2 separate regions of the Callithrix jacchus genome follow, and region 2 is linked to region 1. Evidence: chromatin contacts called from public Hi-C data. All regions are on one chromosome and are shown on one strand. Each heading gives the region's core, a stretch centred on a gene start, on an enhancer-like site or on the middle of the called end of the contact. The rest is flanking DNA. Distances are from core to core; before and after follow the strand shown.

Evidence for each region. A called contact is a pair of places that touch in the nucleus more often than the background predicts.
Region 2: a Hi-C map of skeletal muscle shows a contact between it and region 1, with 9 times the contacts expected there. The contact joins two enhancer-like sites. A contact is called at or near these places in 2 of 3 Hi-C or Micro-C datasets (induced pluripotent stem cells and skeletal muscle).

The regions. Positions count from the first base shown.
Region 1 is chr5:67,886,654-67,892,238 of calJac240_pri, forward strand. All of the region lies in intron 4 of ANKFY1 (ankyrin repeat and FYVE domain containing 1), which reads right to left. Among named protein-coding and RNA genes, the nearest start is that of ANKFY1, 37 kb to the right of the region's middle. Within about 2 kb of position 2,753, at least 2 of the 16 cell types and tissues checked have an H3K27ac peak or open chromatin away from gene starts, as enhancers often do. A contact at or near this core is called in skeletal muscle, where this site is marked.
Region 2 is chr5:68,076,686-68,082,270 of calJac240_pri, forward strand. No RefSeq gene overlaps it. Among named protein-coding and RNA genes, the nearest start is that of SPNS3, 26 kb to the right of the region's middle. Within about 2 kb of position 2,321, at least 1 of the 16 cell types and tissues checked has an H3K27ac peak or open chromatin away from gene starts, as enhancers often do. A contact at or near this core is called in skeletal muscle, where this site is marked.

The DNA.
Region 1 (5,585 bases), core at 1,503-4,002:
TGACTTGGTGTAAGGAAGCATCTCTCCCAGAGCACTTTAAAAACCATGTTGTTGGCCGGGTGTGGTGGCTCACGCCTGTAATCCAAACACTTTGGAGGCCAAGGCAGACAGATCACCTGAGGTTGGGAGTTCAAGACCAGCCTGACCAACATGGTGAAACCCCGTCTTTAAAAAATGAAAAAAAAAAAAAAAAGATCCAAGATGGCCAATCGCTAACATCCCGGGATTGCAACTCTCAGGGAAGGCGCGGAGAACTAGAGGACGCCATACTTTCAGACAAATTCTGGTCGCTCACGGAGCAGAAGATCCCCCAGTGGAGGAAACACACGGGTGGACAGCGCAACTTTCGTGGCTCGCGCAGCGGTTCCGCCGGCACCTCGGCGCGGCAGCTCTCGGAGCAGAGTAAACGGGACCGGTTCCCCTTCTGACGGAGGTTTGGAGCCCCGGGAAGGCAGAGTCACCTACTACGGACACAAGAAGGAAGCCCGACAGGAGAATCCTGGGCAGAAAAGCACCATCAGTTTTAACGCTGCTGCTCTGGCCCTGGGAACTAACAGCCTGGACGTCCACTCAAGAGACCTAATCTGAAAGTTGGTAATTTCAAAGACGACAGGAGGATAAATTTACAACGATGGGAAGAAACCAGTGTAAAAAGGCTGAGAATACTCAAAATCAGAATGCCTCTCCCTCTAAAGATGATCACAGTTCCACATCAACAAGGGAACAAGACTTGATGGAGAACAAGCGCATCCCAATGACAGAATCAGGCTTCACGGAATGGATAATAAGAAACTTCTGTGAGTTAAAAGAACATGTTGTAGCCCAACGTAAAGAAACTAGGAACTTTGAAAAAAGGTTTGACGAAATCCTATTGAGAATAGACAACTTAGAGAGGAATATAAGTGAATTAATGGAACTGAAGAATACAATACAGGAACTCCGAGAAGTATGCACAGGTTTAAACACTCGAATTGTTCAAGCAGAAGAAGGGATATCAGAGGTCAAAGTTCAACTTAATGAAATAAAACGTGAAGAAAAGATTAGAGAAAAAAGGATAAAAAGGAATGAGCAAAGTCTCCAAGAAATGTGGGACTATGTGAAAAGACCAAATCTTCGTTTGATAGGTGTACCTGAATGCGGCAGAGAGAATGAATCCAAGCTGGAAAATACCCTTCAGGATATTGTTCAGGAAAATTTTCCTAAACTAGCAAAGCAGGTCAACATTCAACCCCAGGTAATACAGAGAACACCACAAAGATATTCCTCAAGAAGAGCAACCCCAAGGCACATAATCGTTAGATTCACCAGGGTTGAAACGAAGGAGAAAATACTAAGGGCAGCCAGAGAGAAAGGTCAGATTACCCACAAAGGCAAGCCAATCAGACTTACAGAAGATCTCTCAGCAGAAACTCTGCAAGCCAGAAGAGAGTGGGGGCCAATATTCAACATCCTCAAAGAACAGAACCTTCAGCCCAGAATTTCATATCCAGCCAAACTAAGCTTCACAACTGAAGGAAAAATAAAATCTTTTATGAACAAGCAAGAACTCAGAGATTTTATTACCACCAGGCCTGCTTTACAAGAGCTTCTGAAAGAAGCATTACACACAGAAAGAAACAACCAGTATTAGCCTTTCTAAAAATACACCAAAAAGTAAAGAGCACCAACATAAAGAAGAATTTACACCAACGAATGGATAAAACAGCCAGTCAACATCAAATGGCAGTAACCCTAAATTTAAACTGACTAAATTCCCTAATCAAAAGACACAGCCAAAACCCAATGGCATGTTACATCCAGACCTGTTTCACATGCAAGGATACACAAAGACTCAAAACAAAGGGATGGAGAAAGATTTACCAACCAAATGGAGAGCAAAAATAAATAATAAATAAATAAAAAGCAGGAGTTGCAAATCTCGTATCGGATAAAATAGATTTTAAAGCAACAAAGATATAGTGGTAAACAGATCAATGCAACAACAAGAGCTAACGATCCTAACACCCAGATACGAGACTTAGATTCAATGAGACAGAAAATTAATAAGGATATCAAGGACTCGAACTCAGATCCAGAACAACTAAACTTAATAAATATTTATAGAGCTCTCCACTTCAAATACACAAAATATACATTTTAGTCAATACCACACCACACCTACCCATAAGTTTAAATGAAACATTGATGGGCCATTATTAATACCCAATTTTTTTCAAAATAAAGCAATATTTCCATTTACTCTCCCTCTTTCTTTTCCTCTTTCTTCCTCTCCTTTACTTATTTTTTTTTTCTTTCTCTCAAAAAAAAGAAATCAACTTGTAAACCTCTAGATCCAGGTCGGCAATGTCTCTCTCATTGCTTGATTCCCTTCCTTCCCTTCCCTCCCTCCCTCCCTCCCTCCCCGCTTCCTCCCTTCCTCCCTCCCTTCCTCCCTTCCTTCCTCCCTACCGTCCTTCTTCTCTCCCTTCCTGCCTTCCTCCGCCCCACCCAAAAAAAAAAAAAAAAAAATCATGTTGTTATAATATCTAAGTTATATTAATAAGTTATAATAAACAAGAACATAAGTTCTGTACAACAGCATGATATTTCTAAGCCTCAGTTTTCTGTACCATTGGCTTCTCCAAACCTGTAGCACACCACATCAACATCTGACAAAGTCACTCTAACCTCAGCTATGAAAACAGAGCATTCAGGAGAAAAATCCTCTTTTTAGATATACAAAGCTTTTACCACTTTTACAACTAATATTCAGTCTGCCTTCCTAATATCCTGACAACAGGCAGTCTAATACACAGTGTGATCTCAAGAAGTAATGACTCACATTTGTAGAGCACTTTACAAAGCACTTTTACAGACAAATGCTGAGAATCTGAAAATTCCATTCTCCTTTTTACTGTCAAATGATATTGTGCCAAGGGACTCAAATATGTTTCAGGAAGAGAGATCTTTTATTAAAGCTGGCAGACATTTCACTGTCACCAATTCTAGGATCTCCAGAGTGCCATTTGCCATTTGGATAGATTATAAATAGTAACTGACATGATTTATGCCAACGAACACGTAATCTTATTTAGAAAGTCAGATTCTCAGTTCCTATATTCTTTTTGAAAATAGCAAGACAGATTAACTTTCACCCAAAGGGAATTTTTTAATTATTATTTTTAACTTTAGAGTACAGAAAGGATATAGATGTACAAAAACAATAAACCTAACTTTAAAAGTATAAAATCAAGCATATATTTAAATGTCCCAAAAACTCCTGTCTAGTTTTCATATCACTCTTAAGTGGATGTGGGAAAAATTACTGAAAAGAAAAATGACAGGTGAACAGTGATTTAGTTACAAATGACTTTTTCCTTTACATCATTCTGTATTTTCCAAATATCACACACTGAACATGTATTAAAATTTTGTAAGGAGAAAAATACTACCTATCATTTTTTAGTATACATTAATTCTCTCTTTTTTAAAAAAAATTAGCCAGGAGTGGTGACTCATGCCTCTTAGCACTTTGGGAGGCCGAGGTGGGCAGATCACCTGAGGTCAGGAGTTCAAGACTAGTCTGGCCAACATGGCAAAACCCCATCTCTACTAAAAATACAAAAATTGGCCGGGCATAATGGTGGGCGCCTATAATCCCAGTTACTCAGGAGGCTGAGGTGGGAGAATCACTTGAACTGGGGGAGGAGGTTGCAGTGAGCCACAAGATTGCGCCATTGCCCTCCAGCCTGGGCAACAAGAGCGAAACTCGGTCTCAAAAGATAGATAGATAGATAGATAAATAAAATAGCCAGGTGAGGTGGCTCACGTCTGTAATCCCAGCACTTTGGGAGGCTGAGGCAGAAGGATCACTCAAGGTCAGGAGTTCAAGACCAGCATGGGTAACATGGTGAAACTCTGCCTTTGATAAAAATACAAAATTAGCCAGGCATGGTGGCATGCGCCTGTAATCCCACCTACTTAGGAGGCTGAGGCAAGAGAATCACTTGAACCTGAAGGCGGAAGGTGCAGTGAGCTGAGATGGTACCACTGCACTCCAGCCTGGGTGACACAGTAAGGCTCTGTCTCAAAAAAAAGAAAAAAAAAAAAAAATTAAAGGAAAAGAGTATTTTCTTCAGTGTGCCCTCCATGGTAGAAAAAAAAAGAAAAAAAGTATTTTCCTGATAATTCTTACTATAAAAACTTCCTTTTCATTAAAATGGTGCTGAGATCCCTACATTACAAAAAAAAAAAAAAAAAAGCAACACCTGCCTCACATTGAAGTGCCTGCATCTGTCGGCATCCTTTCAATCACCATCTCAAACATGTAATTCCTTTCGAGGACAGCAGTGGGCACTCTGTGACCCTTTAAAGGCCGACACTTGAATCCTGGTGTCTTCCACTTCAGCTCTTACGAAAGCCATGACAGATAATAACCCAATAATCACATCCAACGATACAAAATGAAGCATCTGGTAATGTTGACAGTTATGAAGCCTACTCAGTCAATACACAAGAGTTTAATTAAAGAATCCGTTACAATGCTCTAAACTGCTCCAACCCGAACCTTTGTATCAAAGCAACTTAATTTATATAAGCAAGTTTGACAGGGTCAGTAGGAGAAAGCTCAGGAAGTCTGGAAAAAATATAAAGACATAAATCATACTCACTCTAATTAAAGTCAGTCTCATTTCACTCTCACCAAAACTCACTGAAACATTTTAACAAACAAATGAAAGCGTTAACTGAATGGCCTCAACAGTAAAGTTAGCTTTGCTAATAACCTAATACTGTGTGCACCTACAGACTGTGGACCTGCTTTTGATTTTGTTATTCAATTTAGATATTAAAATGCATGCAAACCCACATCAATAACCAGGAGTCAGCCGTCTACTGGTTTCATGTGGGGGAACAATGAGTCCTCCCAGGAAAACAGCAGCCCCGTGATGAAACAGCGAGCAACTCTAGGCAGCAAAGTCTCTCTGGGCTCTCTGAGGAAAAACACAGCAACAGTTGAAGTGCCTCTTGATGGCTGAAACCAACCCTTCACTCACCCAGTAGAACAGCCATTCCTTTAGGCACCCAGTGAAATACAAAAGATCACTAAATGCTGTAAAAAGACACTCCGTAGAGACCAATGGAACAAAACAGAGGTACCGGAGGCAACACAACATATATACAACTATACGATCTTTGATAAACCTGACAAAAACAAGCAATGGGGTAAGGATTCCCTGTTTAACAAATGGTGTTGGGAAAACTGGCTAGCCATGTGCAGAAAGCAGAAACTGGACCCCTTCCTGACACCTTACACTAAAATTAACTCCAGATGGATTAAAGACTTAAACATAAGACCTGGCACCATAAAAACCATAGAATAAAATCTAGGCAAAACCATCCAGGACATAGGAGTAGGCAAGGACTTCATGAACAAAACACCAAAAGCATTGGCAACAAAAGCCAAAATAGACAAATGGAACCTAATGAAACTCCACAGCTTCTGCACGGCAAAAGAAACTGTCACTAGAGTGGATTGGCAACCAACAGAATGGGAAAAAATTTTTGCAGTTTACCCATCTGACAAAGGGCTGATATCCAGAATTTAC
Region 2 (5,585 bases), core at 1,071-3,570, 190 kb after region 1:
ATGTTGGCCAGGCTGGTCTGGGACTTCAGACCTCAGGTGATCCACCTGCCTTAGCCTCCTGAAGTGCTGGGATTACAGGTGTGAGCCACCATGCCCGGCTATTCTTGGTTTTTATTTTAAGACAGAGTTTGTCTCAAACAAAATGTGGGCCACTCTGTCACCCACGCTGGAGTGCAGTGGCGCAATCTCGGCTCACCAAAATCTCCACCTCCCAGGTCCAAGCAATTCTCCTGCCTTAGCCTCCAGAGTAGCTGGGATTACAGGCACCCGCTGGGCTATTTTTTAGTAGAGACAGGGTTTCGCCATGTTGGCCAGGCTGGTCTGGAACTCCTGACCTCAGGTGAACTGCTCACCTTGGCCTCTCAAAGTGTTGGGATTACAGGAATGAGTCACCACGTCCAGCATTTTTTTTTTTTTTTTGAGACAGGGTCTCTCTCTGTTGCTCAAGCTGAAGTGCAGTTGTGCCCTCCTGAGTAGCTGAGACCACACACATGTCCCACCATGCCTGTCTAATTTTTGAATTTTGAATTTTTTCTTTTTGAGACCGAGTCTCGCTCTGTCACTGAGGCTGGAGTGCAATGGTGTGCTCTCCGCTCACTGCAACTTCTGCCTCCCAGGTTCAAGCAATTCTTTTGCCTCAGCTTCCTAAGTAGCTGAGACTAAAGGCACAAGCCACCATGCCTGGCTAATTTTTGTATTTTTAGCAGAGATGGGTTTTACCATGTTGATCAAGCTGGTCTCTAACTCCTGACCTCGTGACCCACCCGCCTGGGCCTCCAAAAGTGCTGGGATTGCAGGCGTGAGCCACTGTGCCCGGCTGAATTTTTAATTTTTAGAGACAGGGATCTCACTGTGTTGCCCAGGCTGGTCTTGAACTCCTGGGTTCAAGTGATGTTTCTGCCTCTACCTCCCAAAGTGATGAGATTACAGGAGTGAGCCATCGTGCCTGGCTGGGTGTTTTCAAGCATTACATTAAAAAAATCCCAATTTACAAGTCCATATTCTGGTTCAATCTCAAAAACAGCCCTTATGCTGGTCACTGTTACTCATGGCTGTTATCTCAACTTTTTTGAAGGCCTAGTGGGTGGATCGCTTGAGGCTGGGAGTTTGAGACTATCCTGGGCAACATAGCAAGATTTCCTCTCTACAAAACAATTTAAAAAAGAATTTAGACAGGCGTGGTGGCACATACCTGTATTTTCAGCTACTTGGGAGGCTGAGGCAGGAGGATCGCTTGAGACTGTGAGTGTGAGCAGTGAGCTATGATTGCACCACTGTGCTCTGGATTAGGTGATAGAGTGAGATCCTGCCTCTATTTAAAAAAAAAAAGGCTGGGCGCAGTGGCTCACACCTGTAATCCAAGCACTCTCAGAGACTGAGGTGCGTGGCTCACCTGAGGTCAGGAGCTTGAGACCAGCCTGGCCAACATGGTGAAACCCCGTCTCTACTAAAAATACAAAAATTAGCTGGGCATGGTGGCACATGGCTGTAATCTCAGCTACTCGGGAAGCTGAGGCAGGAGAATCACTTGAACCTGGAAGGTAGAGGTTGCAGAGAGATGAGATTGCAGAATTATACTCCAACCTGGGAGATAAGAGTGAACTCAAGGCAGATCACAAGGTCAAGAGTTCGAGACCAGCCTGGCCAATATGGTGAAACCCCATTTCTACTAAAAATACAAAAATTAGCCGGGCGTGGTGGCACTCACCTAAGTAGTAGTCCCAGCTATGCAGGAGAATCACTTGAACCCGGGAGGCGGAGGCTGCAATGAGCAGAGAACACACCACTGCACTCCAGCCTGGCGACAGTGAGACACTGCCTCAAAAACAAGACAAAACAGAACAATGAAGCTCCACATGGGTTGTCTCCTACAATTTCCTGGACAAGCTCTCTTTCAGCTTCAATTTCCTCCACTCTGAGCAGCTGTAGCTCTGTTTGCCTACCTCAAAGGCAGAGAACGCCAAGCCCAGCTGGAGGATGAGGAGAGGCAGGAAGTTTCTGACCCCACTGGGAAGGCACAGCACCCAGAACAATTCCCATCCTCTGTCCGGCAGATGTCTCCGGGAAAGAGCAGGTAGGGTCGGGGAGGAGGGGGCTTCTCCAGCTTTGAGAGCTGATTGGGTGAGAGTCTTCCCAACTCTGTGTGTTTCGTGATGCTGACGTTTGGCTATGGTAGGAGCATTTACACTATAGAAATTGGCAAACGCTCTTCCCTCAGCGGGTCATTGACATTTACCTGCGCTCCACTGGAACACAACCACCTTGTTTCCCAGATGGCTGTGGAAGCTCTTAGCCTGTGCATGGGCTCCAGGGGCCGGACAGAGCTGCTACAGGCAGGAGGAATGCAGGGCAGGCTGTGGGTTAGGGAAGGAGGAGAACTGGGCATGGACAACATACATCGCCAGACCTGTGGGTGGGCTGGGTTAAGTGGAACGGGGGCCTGCTCACTTGACCCTGCTGCATCTCTGCACCTGGGTGAGACTGTCCTGTTTGCCTGGAAACCCTTTATTTATTTTATTTTATTTTTTGAGACAGAGTCTCACTCTGTTGCCCAGGCTGGAACGCAGTGGTGTGATCTTGGCTCACTGCAGCCTCTGCCTCCCAGGTTTAAGTGATTCTCCTGCCTCAGCCTCCTGAGTAGCTGGGATTACAGGCACCCACCACCACGCCTGGCTAATTTTTGTATTTTTAGTAGAAACGAGGGTTTCATCATATTGTCCAGGCTGGTTTTGAACTCTTGACCTAAAATGATCCACCTGCCTCAGCCTCCCAAAGTGCTGGGATTACAGGTGTGAGTCACTGCGCCGGCCGAAACTCTTTGTCTCATCTGCCTAATCACAACCTGACCTTCAAGGTCCAGCTGGAATTCTATCCTCTCTGAGAGACCCAGCAGGCAGTAGAGATGCTGTTTGCAGCCAGGCAGGGTCCAACCCTACCACTTACTAGTTGTGTGACTTTGGGTGACTTACCTGCGCCAAACCTTGGTCTCCTTCTCTATAACATGATGGTAATGATGTTTATGTGAACGCAGCATGAGCACTCAGCAAGGCCACCTATGGGAACAGCTCACAGGGCTGGCACAGAGCTAATACTGACAAATGGCCACCCCTTTCCCTCTGCCTGTAGATTGCTGGCACCACTGGTTAGCCTGAGTCACGGCAATTGTAAATGCACCAACTTGGCCAGATTGGCTGTCAGACTGGATTTAAAAAAAAATCTAGATTCATGCTGTTTATAAAAGACTCGCATAAAACAAGGATATGGAAGGTTGAATGTCAGTGGCTAGAAAATACTCACCAAGAGAAAGCTAGCGTATCTACATCCATATCAAACTAAATAGCATTTAAGACGAAAATAGTTGTGAGGGGAAACGAGAGGTTACAGCGTGGTTATAGGAACAGCCTGCTGAGACGGAGCAATCTCAGCTGGGTGCAGTGCACACACCAGTAGTCCCAGCTACTCAGAAGCCTGAGGCAGGATTGTTGGAGCCCAAGAGTTCAAGGTCAGCCTGGGCGACTAGGGAGACCTGGTCTCTCTCTGTTTCTCTCTGTCTCAAAGAAATAGTAAGGTGAAACAATTTTCAAGTTGTATTACCTAACAATATATGCTTAACACACGTAAAGCAAAAGACAACACACAGAAAAATGGGGGAAAATTTTTGCAAATCATGTAGCTCATAAGGGATGTGTATGTGGAATATATATTTTTAAAAAATCATTGGCAAGGCGCAGTGGCTCATGCCTGTAATCCCAGCAATTTGGGAGGCTGAGGTGGGTGGATCACCTGAGGTCAGGAGTTTGAGACCAGCCTGGCCAACATGGCAAAACCCCATCTCTACTAAAAGTACAAAAATTAGCTGGGCGTGGTGGCACATGCCTGTAGTCCTAACTACTCAGGAGGCTGAGGCAGGAGAATCACTTGAACCTGAGAGGTGGAGGTTACAGTGAACTGAGATCTTGCCACCGTACTCCAGCCTGGGTGACAGAGCAAGACTGTCTCAGAAAAAAAAGGAAAAGTCTCTTACAACTCAGCAATAAAAAAACCAAATAACCCAATTTAAAAATGGCCAAAAGACTTGTAAAGACGTTTCTTTCTGAAGATGTAACATCATAAATGATCAGGGAAATGCAAATCAAAATCACAGTGAGATACCAATTCACACTCACTAGGATGACTGGAATTAAAAAACAGAAATAATTTTAAAAATGGTTGCAAAGATTTGAAGAAATCAAAACCCTCACGGCTGCTGGTGGGAATGAAACTGGTGTAGACTCTTTGGGAAATAGTCTGGCAGTTCCTCGAGCAGTTAAATGTAGAATCGCCATTTGCTCCAGCAATTCCCCTTCTAGGGATATTCCCAGTAAATTGAAAACATGTTCCACAAAAACTTTGATGTGAATGTTTGTAGCAGCATTACTCATAATAGCAAAAAAAATGGAAGCAACTCATATGTCCAAACAAAGAATGGGTCAACAAAACATGGCGTATTCACACAATAGAATATTATTAGGTTGGCCGGGGGTGGTGGCTCACGCCTGTAATCCCAGCACTTTGGGAGGCCAAGGTGGATGGATCACCTGAGGTCAGGAGTTCAAGACCAGCCTGGCCAATATGGTGAAACCCTGTCTCTACTAAAAATACAAAAATTAGCTGGGTATGTGAGCACACACCTATAGTCCCAGCTACTCGGAAGGCTGAGGCAAGAGAATTGCTTGAACCTGGGAGGTGGAGGTTGCAGTGAGCCAAGATCGTACCACTGCACTTCAGCCTGGTGACAGAGCGAGACTCCATCTCAATATATATAAATAAATAAATATATATATTATTAGGCCATGAAAAGGTATGAGTACTGACACAAGCTGGAACATGGATGAACCTTGAAAACATCATGACAAGTGAAAGAAGCCACTCGTAAAAGGCCAGATACTGTATAATCCATTGCTATACAATGTCCAGAACAGGCAAATCCATAGAGATGAAAAGTAGTTGGCTGTTGTCAGGGGCGGGGAGGGAGGAAGAGTTGGGGAAACTAGACAGTGACTGATAATGGGCACAGAGTGTTTTTTGAGGTGATGAAATTATTATTATTATTTTTTGAGATAGAGTCTCACTCTATCATGCAGGCTGGAGGGCAGTGGCGTGATCTTGGCCCATTGCACCCTCTGTTCCCGGGTTCAACAGATTCTCCTGGCTCAGCCTCCTGAATAGCTGGGATTACAGGAGCCCACCACCACGCCCGGCTAATTTTAGCGTTTGTAGTAGAGACAGGGTTTCACCATGTTGGTCAGGCTGGTCTCAAACTCCTGAACTCAAGTGATTCACCAGCCTTGGTGGGATTACAGGCATGAGCCTGTAAAGTTCTGGGATTACAGGAGGAGCCACCGCACCCAGCCAAAAATATTTATTTGCTTGTTTGTTTTGAGATGGAGTTTTGTTCTTGTTCCCCGGGCTGGAGGGCAGTAGTGCAATCTCTGTTCACTGCAACCTCTGCCTCTTGGGTTCAAGCCATTTTCCTGCCTACCTTCCTGAGTAGCTGGGATTACAGGTGTGTGCCACCACACCCAGCTAATTTTGTATTTTTTTTT